3 separate regions of the Danio rerio genome follow, and regions 1 and 2 are each linked to region 3. A link is a contact called in public HiChIP or PLAC-seq and Micro-C data. All regions are on one chromosome and are shown on one strand. Each heading gives the region's core, a stretch centred on a gene start, on an enhancer-like site or on the middle of the called end of the contact. The rest is flanking DNA. Distances are from core to core; before and after follow the strand shown.

Region 1 (3,967 bases), core at 1,254-3,753, 180 kb after region 3:
AAATTAAGTTAGAGCATGATTAACTTTGTTTAATATGTTACAATGACCTAAAAATGCTGTCAGAACTAATCGATCATATAATCTGTTCATATTATTGTAGCATATGCATATAAAAATACTATAGTAATGTAGTGTTTTTGAATTATACTATAGTGAGGTGCTTCAGTTATTGTGTTGTAGCAACTTTAGTAATAAACAAATGACCCAATTCTGGCGTTTTCTTCAACTATATTATACTACAAAGCTGAATTAAATTAACCTTATGAGTCCACTGAACTTATATTATGTTAAACTGACTTAAAACAGCTTGCTTAACTTATAAAATTAAGTTAGAGCATGATTAACTTACTTTAATTAGTTATGACCTAAAACATTTTTTGATTTTATATATATATATATATATATATATATATATATATATATATATATATATATATATATATATATATATATTTTTTTTTTTTTTTTTTACAATAAACACACCATTTTACTGTAGTAAAAACTACAGTATTTGTTACAGTTTATCAATTTAGATATGTTGTAGCATTCATTAACAAAGATTTGGAGATAGGCCTACTATAATAAAACACTTTACTACAGTGTGTGCTCAACAAAACTATAGTATAAATTGCTGTATAATGTTTTTTTTATGTAGGATGATTATCTCTAACTTTAAAATATACAAATTACCCAATTCTGTAGTTTTCTGCAACTATTATACTTCAATACACCACAGTTGACGGTAAAAGCTACAGTATTTATTTATTTAGTTTATAAATTTACCATAGAAAGCATGTTGTAGCATTCATTAACAAAGAGCTGGACATACTACAATATATACCGTATAGTACACGTTACTACAGTGTGGTTCAACAGTATAAATTACTATACATTGTTTTCACGTGGGATTATTATTTGCAACTTATAAAGTATATCCCAAAGAGGACGTTAAATCCACATTTCGCTGTTTACTCACGCATTAGAATCCCCTTTTCCTTTGAACATCTTGTTTAGCAAACCTAAAGTGAAAGAAAATGTTTTCCTATTACTTAATTCAATCAGGGCGCGGCGGGCAGGGGCTTTCACTCGCCGTGCATTCGGGCCCTCACTGACAGAGTCGGCTTTGTGCCACTTTGTCCGCCGCTGTCACACACTTTAATTCGAGCCTTTCTCTGTCGCATTGAAAACTCTCCACAATGACATTCAATAAGGGCTGGGAGAGTGAAAACCTGGTTATTTTTATATATTCCTTCCCGGACTCTGCGGGGGCCCGCGCGCAGGAATTAATCACTGTTTTTTAACCTCATCGCTTTGAGGTTGTGACGCGACGCGTCCTTTTTTTAAGTTTGGCAGTGATACATTTGCCTCATAATAGACACACAAACTTGTAACATATATGTTTTTAAAGTGTTATCATAAAAATGGAATTAAACATAGTTGGAAATTATGAATCTGTGCATGTAAATATAAGAGCAAAATTAAAATGACGTACAGTACTCAGCATTTGAAGTGGATGAAAACCTTTCATCAAAGTTGTCCTGAAACGATTGAACACATTCACTGTAAAAAGATGTTGCTGCCTTAAATTTTCGAGTCATCTCAACTTACATCAATCAAACTGACTGAAACTATTAGGTTATAACTTAAAAATGTAGATGAACCTGATAGACTGTTAAAATAAGTTAAAGCAACATGCAAATATCTGTTGTCTTAACTTTTTTGTCATATCCTTTTTATTATAGTGTAAAACGATTTTAAAATACGTTTGCCACTTCAGATGTTGACTAGCTATGGATAATGTCTCCTTAAGGAAAAAATAAATCATAAATTAAATTTTGAAAAAAATCGTCCTAAATGAAGACAGATCGGTATCCGAATTAAAATGTTTAGTTCGGAAAGAAAGATCTCAGCAGATGTTCCATGCGCAACTAAACGGCACGTCAGTGGCGTACACAAACAGACTGCAAATAATGCAGTCATTATTATATTTTCAATACTCCCGAAACACGCTCTCTGAAAACAAGTCCTGTAATTGTTATAATAGTTAATGATGGGCTGAGTCGCAGGTGGAACCGGGCCGATGAGCCTGCTGACGTACGGCGTATGCACCGAATGTCTAATGAGTTCACGCGGAACAAACGACGGCCCTCTTTGAATGAAATTAATTAAAAGAGCAATAGTGTCCATGTGATCGCGTGAGAAAGAAAATAAAGTTTAAAACGACACTAAAGAGTAATGGTATAAAAGGAGGGGAAATTTTAAAAGGGAGAAGGGGCAGTACCGCCTCTTGCAGTGTGGGTGGGGCTGACAAGAATAGACTACATTATGCAGTTCATTTAGTTAACAAGTGAAATAATAGGGAAGCGTGCAGAGTGAATGCCGAGAGAAAAGGCACAAAACCCTATTGAGAGCTCTCAGCCGCTAGTAGCGTAACCGTCACATGGGCGCACTGGCTCTCCAACTATTTAAGCAGGGACACTTTCTCCTCAGCACCATTCTGCCATCCAGCATTTGGTACACGAGCGAGACTGAAACTTTCTAACAGACATCAGGTGAAGACACACGGCGCTGTCAAGATGCCAAGATCCTTTCTTGTGGATTCCTTGATTTTGAGGGAGAACAGCGAAAAGGGCACAGAGAACAGCCCTCCGTTATTTCCGTACGCGGTGCATCCTTCTCATCCTCTCCACAGCCTCTCCGCCGGCTCCTGCCACTCTCGAAAAGCGGGTCTGCTGTGCTTTTGCCCGCTGTGCGTCACTTCTCAGCTTCACCCATCTCCCCCAGCGCTGCCCCTCATCAAGGCTTCATTTCCAGCGTTCGGCACCCAGTATTGCCACTCCGCGCTCTCCAGACAGCACTCCACATCCAGCGGCGTAAACCTCAACAGCGGCTCTGGCTTATATCAAGCCGCTTATCCGGTTCCAGATCCACGACAGTTCCACTGCATATCCATAGGTAAGTGTGTCATTTGTGCATTGAAAAAGTTTTGCAATTAAACTTTTTATGTATATCAGCAACTTAACTTTTTGTTTATTGTTCAACAGAAAATAGCAGCAGTCAACTTCAGAGCAGCAAACGCATGCGCACTGCGTTCACCAGCACGCAACTCTTGGAGTTGGAAAGGGAGTTCACCTCCAACATGTACCTGTCGAGACTTCGGCGCATAGAGATCGCAACTTACCTCAATCTATCCGAGAAGCAAGTCAAGATTTGGTTCCAGAACCGCCGCGTAAAGCACAAAAAAGAAGGCAAAAGCGGCTCCCACAGAACGGGCGCGCACAACTGCAAGTGCTCATCCTCCCTGTCCTCCGCCCGGTGCTCCGAGGAAGAGGATGACCTCCCAATGTCTCCCCCGTCATCAGAGAAAGAGGACGCAGACCTGTCCGTCAGCCCGTGAACATGACCATCACCTCAAAAGACTCTGTACGCCACACCTGTGGAATCTTGAATGCAGCCAAAAAGCGACGGCATCTGCGCGCGCCGTCACCTGTACATAGCGAGAAAGGAAGAAACAAAACTTTATATATGTTCGGGGTCTGCGTATCCCTTTTAATGTTGTACATTTGTATACATGTTCAATGTTTGTAGTTTTTTTTCTGAAAACAACTTGCTGATAAGCCCATAGTTCTGCATCCAAATATGATTCCTGTCACCAAAAGGTTTTTAAAAATCTGAGCGGTCCAAAACGAACAAAAATATTATATTATTTACCTACTTTTTAATTTCTATTTGTATTTTTTTATATATGCATATCCAGAACTGTTTGGTTTTGTTTTGTTTGTATGGTGAGTACAGGGTAGCTTTAAGCACATTTTGGTGACAGAATGGAGATATGGGATGTATCCGATGTATACGTCACTTCGATGACAGAATTTGTTATTGTACTTTTATTGTAATGAGAATATTTATTTATTTAAAAAACATTAATGCTGAAAATAAAGAATATTTCTTAGTGACAATACGATGT
Region 2 (4,124 bases), core at 58-2,557, 160 kb before region 3:
TTATATATATATATATATATATATATATATATATATATATATATATATATATATATATATATATATATATATATATATATATATACATACAATAAGGTTAGGGATATATATATATATCATTGTATATACTCCTATTGTATTATATATATATATATATATATATATATATATATATATATATATATATATATATATTTATATACATATATATACATATATACATATATATACATATATACATATATATATATATATATATATATATATATATATATATATATATATATATATATATATATATATATATACATATATATATATATATATATGTATATATATATATATATATTTATATATATATGTATATATATACATATATATATATATATATATATATATATATATATATATATATATATATATATATATGTATATATATGTATATATATACATATATATATATATATATATATATATATATATATATATATATATATATATATATATATATATATATATAGTAGTCAAAAGAAGTGGATTGTGAATTGTATATATATAATACAATAGGGGAATAAATGTGGTAATATAGGTTTTCACTATGATTTCACTATGGGTCTTGAGGTACATTTGATATGTCTAACTACTCACCGTCCCATCTTCTGAACTAGAGAACAGGTCAGGAGCAAGAAAGAGTTCAGGTCTGAATGACTCCTCACTGCCGACAGACAGACAGACAGACAGACAGACAGACAGACAGACAGACAGAGTCAGCACTATGAGCAAACTTTTGAACACTGCAACAGGGTCATCAAATTAATACCAGTGCAGGGGCATTTCTGTCCTCCAGAAAGTCTGAGATTGTTCAGATAAAAAGCTCTCATCACTGTGACGATTCACTTCCCTAGATCTCCTGCAGATGGCACAACAACACAACAATCTCCATAAATAACCGTAGACCACAGAGAAAAGTATTAATATGGAAAACATTTCGTTTTATTTACATATCTGACAGAAACTCTTACTTCGCAAAAGGCGGAAATAGGTCAAAGTCCTCCGTTTCAGTTTCTGGTGACAGATATGTCGTGGACCACATTTTCTCTAAAAACCTTTTAAATATTAGTTATATTCGGGTAAATATTTAAATAAACGTTTATATTCTTAGAATAAAACACTTTAGCATACATATTAACAATAAACTGTAAATATATTGACAGAAAAAAACGTTAAAATACCACTTACAGCCTAGTGTTCGAGTGTAATCTTCATGTATTTATGTTTGGGACATTTTCGCGCCCCTTGCCTGTCATGCGCACGAGAGAGGGTAGTGATTATTAATGTCACTTGATTATTAACGTTAATAATATTATTTAAAATACATTATAAACTTTAATACTTTGACATTAAGTACTTTGACACTCTGAAATTAAGTAAAAACGCAGACATTATATCAGTTCATCCAGTGGCACTGTTATACAAATTACGTCATAAATTAAATTGGCATTTAATACAAAATATACATTTATTACAATAAAAATATGTATTTATTTATTTCCATTAGAAAGGTGTAGCATATGAACGGGACTTTTAACTGCTCTCTAGTCTGCTCACGTCATGCTCTGTCTGATCTTTGGGAAGGGTGACGGTGTTGGGCTCCAAACTTTCACACACCGGCGATTGTTTAATTCATCCGTCTTCATTCAGTAAGATCTGTCACTGCCATAAATACTATACAGAAGTCTTCTTATCATTCACAATAGTGTAAATTTATCCGAAGAGTTCGCGTCTCCTCATTTTGAAAGTTGTTTTTTCTCTCTCTCGTTTGAAGTGCGGAGATTTGGGAGAGCCACAAGTTAAATGGACGCACGAGGATCGCATTTGTGTATGTGAGTGTAATTAAAACATAATGGTGAAGGGCAGAAAAACGGATAATTAACTTCTCCTGACACTGCTGTTGGATTGGGTTTTGTACATAACGAATTCCAGTCAACGGAAAAACTTCGACCCAAGTTTTCCTGCTGTTGGTCGTCGTGTGATCCAGCAGGTGGAGAAACACAAGCCGCTGTTTCATCATTGAAAACAACACTGGAATATCTTCTTAAATAAACCAGTTTTCCTTTGGAAATCTTCCTGGATTTAATTTCGACGACTTGGTGGCTCAAAAAAGCAACTGTCCAAAGCTAGTAAGTGTTAAAACACAACTTCAACCATAACGTTACACAAATACATAATAACTATTGAGGTAAAGCTGGATTTATATTCACATATTCGAACTTTCTCCTTAAAATTATTACAGAAAAGTAAAATTTTAAATAGTAAAATTATATTAGCAGCCTACAACATTGTCCATAATCAAATATATAAGTTAGTGCAAGTGTTGTTTTGAAGACATCCTTGTAATTTCAGACCGAATATTCAAAGTACCATAGTAAACAATACAGAAAGTATGTCTTAAGTTGTCACTTAATGAATGTGCGACTATAAAATCAACTTTACCTCAATAACATAACGTTACACAAACTATAATGTTACACACAAACATAAACAAACAGTGATGTTTGATTGCATAGGGGCATCACGTTAAATGTCAAAACATCTTAAAGGAAAAACTTACTGAGGTAAAGTTTGTTTTATATTTACACATTCTGACTTTCTCCTTAATGATACATACATACAGTGAGCATGTCACTAAATGAATGTGCCACAATAAAACCAACTTTACCTCAAAACCATGACGTTACACAAACTATAACCTTACATGTAAACATATAACATCACGGTAAACAAACCATAATGTTACACACAAACATAAACAAACATGTAGGCATGTTTTGTTGCATGTATACGAGCTCGAAAAAGCAACTGGCCAAAGCTAGTAAGTGTTAAAACTCAACTTTAACCATAACGTTACATATAAACATAACTATTGAGGTAAAGTTGGTTTTATATTCACATATTTGAACTTTATTCTTAATATTATTACAGAAAAGTAAAATTTTAAATAGTAAAATCACATTAGCAGCCTACATCATTGTCCACAACCAAATATATAGGTTCGTGCAAGTGTTGTTTTGAAGACATCCTCAGACCGAATATTCAAAGTACCATAGTAAACAATACAGAAAGTATGTCTCAAGTTGTCACTTAATGAATGTGTGACTATAAAATCAACTTAACCTCAATACCATAACGTTACACAAACTATAATGTTACACACAAACATAAACAGTGATGTTTTATTGCATAGGGGCATCGCGTTAAATGTCAAAACATCCTAAAGGAAAAAAAATGAAATGCTGTCTTACTGAGGTAAAGTTTGTTCTATATTCACACATTCTGACTTTCTCCTTAATGATATCTTTTCAGAGAAGTATTCTTTGCAAACTCTAAATAGTGAAATTATATTAGCAGCCAATGACTATCTAACTAAAACATTGTTTACAGTCAAACAAATAGTGCTAATGTTGTTTTGAAGACTTATTTACATCTGATTTCAGACAGAATATTCAAAGTACCATGGTAAACAATACAGTGAGCATGTCACTAAATGAATGTGCCACAATAAAACCAACTTTACCTCAAAACCATGACGTTACACAAACTATAACCTTACATGTAAACATATAATATCACGTTAAACAAACCATAATGTTACACACAAACATAAACAAACATGTAGGGATGTTTTATTGCATGTATACGAGCTCGAAAACTACAGTAGTAAGTGTTAAAACTCAACTTCAAACATAATGTTACACTAAAACACGTACTATAATGAGGTAAAGTTGGTTTTACTGTATGTTCACACATTCGAACTTTGTCCGTAATAATACAATTTCAGAAAAGTAATCTTAATTCTAAATAGAAAAATCATATTAGCAGCCAATGAATAAACTACAACTTTGTCCACAAATATATAGTCATACTTGTAATTTCAGCTCAATTATTTAAAGTATCATGGTAAACAATACAGCGAGCATGACACCGGTTGTCACTTAATGAATGTGCCACAATAAAACTTTACCTCAAAACCATAACATTACACAAACTATAAACTTACATTTAAACATATACAGTAACATCGTGTTAAACAAACCATAATTTTGCACAGAAACATAAACAAACAT
Region 3 (4,230 bases), core at 1,597-4,096:
TCATAGTAATAATCTTCTTAAAAGGTCACTGTGCTTTTGCCAAAGTGCATGTCCAAAAAAGAAAGGATAAACACATTCCTGTTTAATAAAAAGTGTTGTAATATGGAAGGTAATTCCTGCCAATTTTACATAAATCAATTATAATATAAACAATAAAATGAAAAGCAGCTAAACAATTACATTATAAAATTCTATATGCAAAATATCTGACAAAATTAAAAATGAAATTATTTTTTTTTCCTTTTAATTTTTACTGTGACAATTAATATTATGACATATTGCAGCTGGAAGAACATCCGCAGAGCAAAACACATATGCTGGATGAGTTGGCGGTTCATTCCACTGTGGCGACCTCAGATTAATAAAGGGACTAGGCTTAGCCAAAAAGAAAATGAATGAATGTTGTGTTTTTGAACCATACTACTCTATATAGGCTATTTACAACTCTGTCAATGAATGTTTCAGAAAATGTTAGCGATAAACTAAAAATACTGTATCATAGTTTAGGTTTTACTACTGTGTGGTGTTACGGTATAGTTTGCAGTTGTATAAACCTTTAGCACAGTATTGGTAATTTGTTATTTGTTTGTACATTTGTAGACCTACTACCCCTGCTGAAAAATCCAGCTTTAACAAGCCTAGGCTAGTTGGCTGGTTTTAGCTGGTCGACCAGCCTGGTTTTAGAGGGGTTTTGGCCATTTCCATGCTGGTTTCCAGCCATTTCCAGCCTGGTCTTAGCTGGTCACGCTGGAAAATGACCAGCTAAACCAGCTTGACCAGCCTGGTTTAAGCTGGACATAGCTGGTTTTGGCTGGGCTCTCCGCCTGGGCTGGTCAAGCTGGTTTTAGCTGGTCACCTCCCAACCTGACCAGCTAAGACCAGGCTGGAAATGGCTGGAAACCAGCCTGGAAATGGCCAAAACCCCTCTTAAACCAGCCTGGTCAACCAGCTAAAACCAGCCAACCAGCCTAGGCTGGTTTAAGCTGGATTTTTCAGTAGGGGTACCACACCAAATAAACTATAGAACTTTAAATTATACGTTATTAAATGATATTAAAGCCTTTCTAAATAACCTCATTACATGTGTTTCATGTAGGCCTACATTACAGTACATTAAGTTTTTAGTGATTATTATACAGATCCGTCCATCCCAAACAGTGTTTTTTTTGCCTGTATTTGTTTATTATTTATGTATTTTAGTGAACTAGCTGGGATATTGAACACAAATCATTATATTTGAATGGTAAAAAAAATCCTTAGAATCCTTAAAATAGTCCTTAAAAAGTGTGAAACTTCAAGTCTTTATAACGATCCATAATATTTGGCGCTCATGAAAGTTTTCAGAAGCCATGTTGTTTTCAACGGATTTGCATGTACGAGACGAGTTGTCTCATTCAAATTGTTTTAGTGGTAAAAACAATTGCAGTAATGTTGTTTCAATTATCTACGCAATTTCGTTTAATTTCGTTCAAACGCTGATCTTATTCAATAGTGACACCAATGGTCCACAGTCGCTGTATCGATGACTGCCCCAAGATGGCGCTAGAGTTTACAGCTCAGAAGCTGAACATTCCTCCACTGAGGTTTTGTGTTAGGAGACATTTTAGGCTACATAACATAATCGTGTAAATCCCATGGACTGTATGGTAAATCCATTAATCTTAAAGGCTGGCGCCTGACACAAAATGGAACTCAGCCCACGTCTGCTGTGAAATATAAGATAAACATCAATCACAAATGTTGATCAAATGTTGATTTTATACATTGTATTTGGAACTTTACATATATCAAAGGCTATTGGGTACAGATTTGTAGGAGATTAAGTCCTATATTTAATACAAGATGCGACTTCGATTCTCTTAATTTTTTGTTAGGTCTTACTGATAATAATTTGAAATTCCTTTCGAACCTGGTTAATGGACATGGCCTCCGTTATCCACTTGGAAAGGCTCAGATTTATCAGGTCCAATTCAAATGGAAAATTATTTGCTACCTGGGAACCCTTTCTCGGATGACCTGAAACGTGCTCAATCTAAATTTAGCACCCCTCATGAAAACTGACAGGCTCACTAGCTTATAGGACTTTTTGATGTCTACATACTGTGCAACACTACATTTTGTATATCCAACAGCTGAACCCACATGCATGGCAATTTATATTATATTCACCTGCAAAGTGTGTATATTCTGTTGTACTTTTAAAAGCTTAAAATAAAAGTGTTTTAAAAATGAAATAAAAAGTTACAGAGGATATATGTAAATATAAATTACAAGAAATTTGCATAAGAAAATGATTCTAAAATCACATAAGTCCTTATAACGTTTTATTTTTAATAAGATATTTAATATAATGCTTAAGATCAATTTTAAACAAATAAATGTTGTCAGGTTTATCATTGGAACATTTTTGTTTGTGTACATGGTACTCCCCCATATATAATCATTAAATTAATAATCAAACTTTGCTTTAAAGTTTTATTATTATTATTGTATGTCAAAAATAACTTGTAGTTTAAATATAAGAGCCAAAAAGAGCCATTTATGAACAAATAATGTTATGATATCTGTTCCAACATTAACTTGTGATTTAATTGCCTCTTGGTACAGTTATTAACTTGTTTGATAACAAGCAGGAAATGTTCATGGGCCAATGACATCACCACATTAAAACTTAATTACTCTAATTCACAAAAGGTGCAGGCAGAATCCATCTCTAAAAAATTGCAACAACTTGTTTGACTCGATAAATGCATCTCTGTCTCTTTAAAAGATGTCACACGAAGGTGACACGTCACGTACGTGCTCGACCCCGCGAGTGTAAACTCGTATCTCGATTGGTCCAAGCGGCCACCGCTTGACGTGCGCAATCCAGGCGAGTCACCTTGCTGTCGACAACAGCGGCTGTAGATCAGCAGAGCGGCAGGATTGAAGGTGTCCTCCAGAAACCCGGACAGCACCGCAGCTATGGCAGCCGCAGCGGACACAGCCAAGCCCAAAACATCGCCCAAATCCATAAAGTTCCTCTTCGGCGGCTTGGCTGGGTACGTGTGTATGTTTGTACGTGCCCGTTCGTGCTGCGGCGCGCTCCGTTTCCATAGGACTTCATTGAATGAGCTGCGGATGGGAGGTTATCGATCAGGGTTACAGTTATTAAATTCACGAGCTGTTGAACATAGAATCAGCACGAGGAGATTATATGATGTGTTATGAATTTTCTAAGCAGTTTTTTGTTAATGTAGTAGTTGTGTTGGGAATAATTTTGCAGGCCCAGAGAAAGCCTGGTGGTAACCCCGTGTCAAACTTCACTTTAAATGTCACGACGAGGCATTTGCTCCACATTTGCACCCTACATGTGACTAAAAACAATCATTTCAAATACCTGTATATGTAGATTTCTAAGTGTGCTTATGTGCAGATATTAGAGCTTTATTATGAAATCTAAAAAGGAGAAATAAAGCAAGGTATTTATAAATAATGTTAACAATTCGTATGGAAATTGATCTTTTGTACATGTGATTCTGTTCTTCATAAATTGGGGTAAAGTTAATTATATATTTGCACATTCAGACTTTCTCCTTAATAATATAGTTTTAAAGAAGTAGCCTATTCTTTGCAAATTCCAAATAGTGAAATCATATTAGCAGCCTATGACTAGCAAACCACAACATTGCTTACAATCAGTTAAACATGAGATTTCAGACCGAATATTCAAAATAGCATGGTCAACAATATAGAGACTGCATCACAAGTTATCACTGAGTGAATGTGAGACTATAAAACCAACTTTACCTGAGTTCTTTAGAAGTGGTGTCATTTACACCAAGAGTTATTTTGGCACTAATTAAGTTACGAACATTTGACGGGATCAGTGAGAAAACGCTTTGTTTACACGTGCACAGGATTTGTTTCGATGACAGAAGCTTCCGCAATGATAGTGACAGGACAAAAACACAAATAATAAGGAATTTAGGAAGAACACAGTAAAGTAAATAGAGAATGAAAAATATGATTGTAACAATTTATATACAGCTCTATATTACTGTAGATGATATGACTGCATGATATTGGAAACATTTGACATTGCGATGTTTTGTTTTGCTGCTTAATTAATTTCAAGGTTATTTGGAAAATAACTATCAACAGATGCACAGGTAATTGAAATTGCTGACGGACTTTTATGATGTTTTCGTTGTTGATTTTTCTGAAAGATTCCGTGGTCATTTTGGGAAA

What was found. A called contact is a pair of places that touch in the nucleus more often than the background predicts. HiChIP or PLAC-seq counts read pairs in DNA pulled down with a chosen protein or histone mark.
Region 1: an H3K4me3 HiChIP or PLAC-seq map of gastrula embryo shows a contact between it and region 3, with 3 times the contacts expected there. The contact joins the promoter of gsx1 here to the promoter of slc25a11 in region 3. A contact is called at or near these places in 2 of 4 datasets of contacts at active chromatin or transcription factors (embryo and gastrula embryo).
Region 2: a contact with region 3 is called in a Micro-C map of caudal fin, with 6 times the contacts expected there. The contact joins the promoter of LOC137495537 here to the promoter of slc25a11 in region 3. A contact is called at or near these places in 2 of 18 Hi-C or Micro-C datasets (caudal fin and an unstated tissue).

What each region holds. Positions count from the first base shown.
Region 1 is chr5:73,932,203-73,936,169 of GRCz12tu, reverse strand. gsx1 (GS homeobox 1) reads left to right here and starts at 2,503. Exons shown (of 2, transcript NM_001012251.1): 1 at 2,503-2,955; 2 at 3,045-3,959. The coding sequence starts at 2,577. The coding sequence ends at 3,397. It also overlaps a transcript of mtif3 not described here.
Region 2 is chr5:74,274,157-74,278,280 of GRCz12tu, reverse strand. LOC137495537 reads right to left here and starts at 1,307. Exons shown (of 7, transcript XM_073951659.1): 1 at 1,240-1,307; 2 at 1,023-1,098; 3 at 821-910; 4 at 649-715. The coding sequence starts at 1,093. kif1ca (kinesin family member 1C, a) reads left to right here and starts at 1,612. Exons shown (of 26, transcript XR_012406519.1): 1 at 1,612-1,700; 2 at 1,826-1,883.
Region 3 is chr5:74,112,333-74,116,562 of GRCz12tu, reverse strand. slc25a11 (solute carrier family 25 member 11) reads left to right here and starts at 2,846. Exons shown (of 8, transcript NM_001002099.1): 1 at 2,846-3,041. The coding sequence starts at 2,965.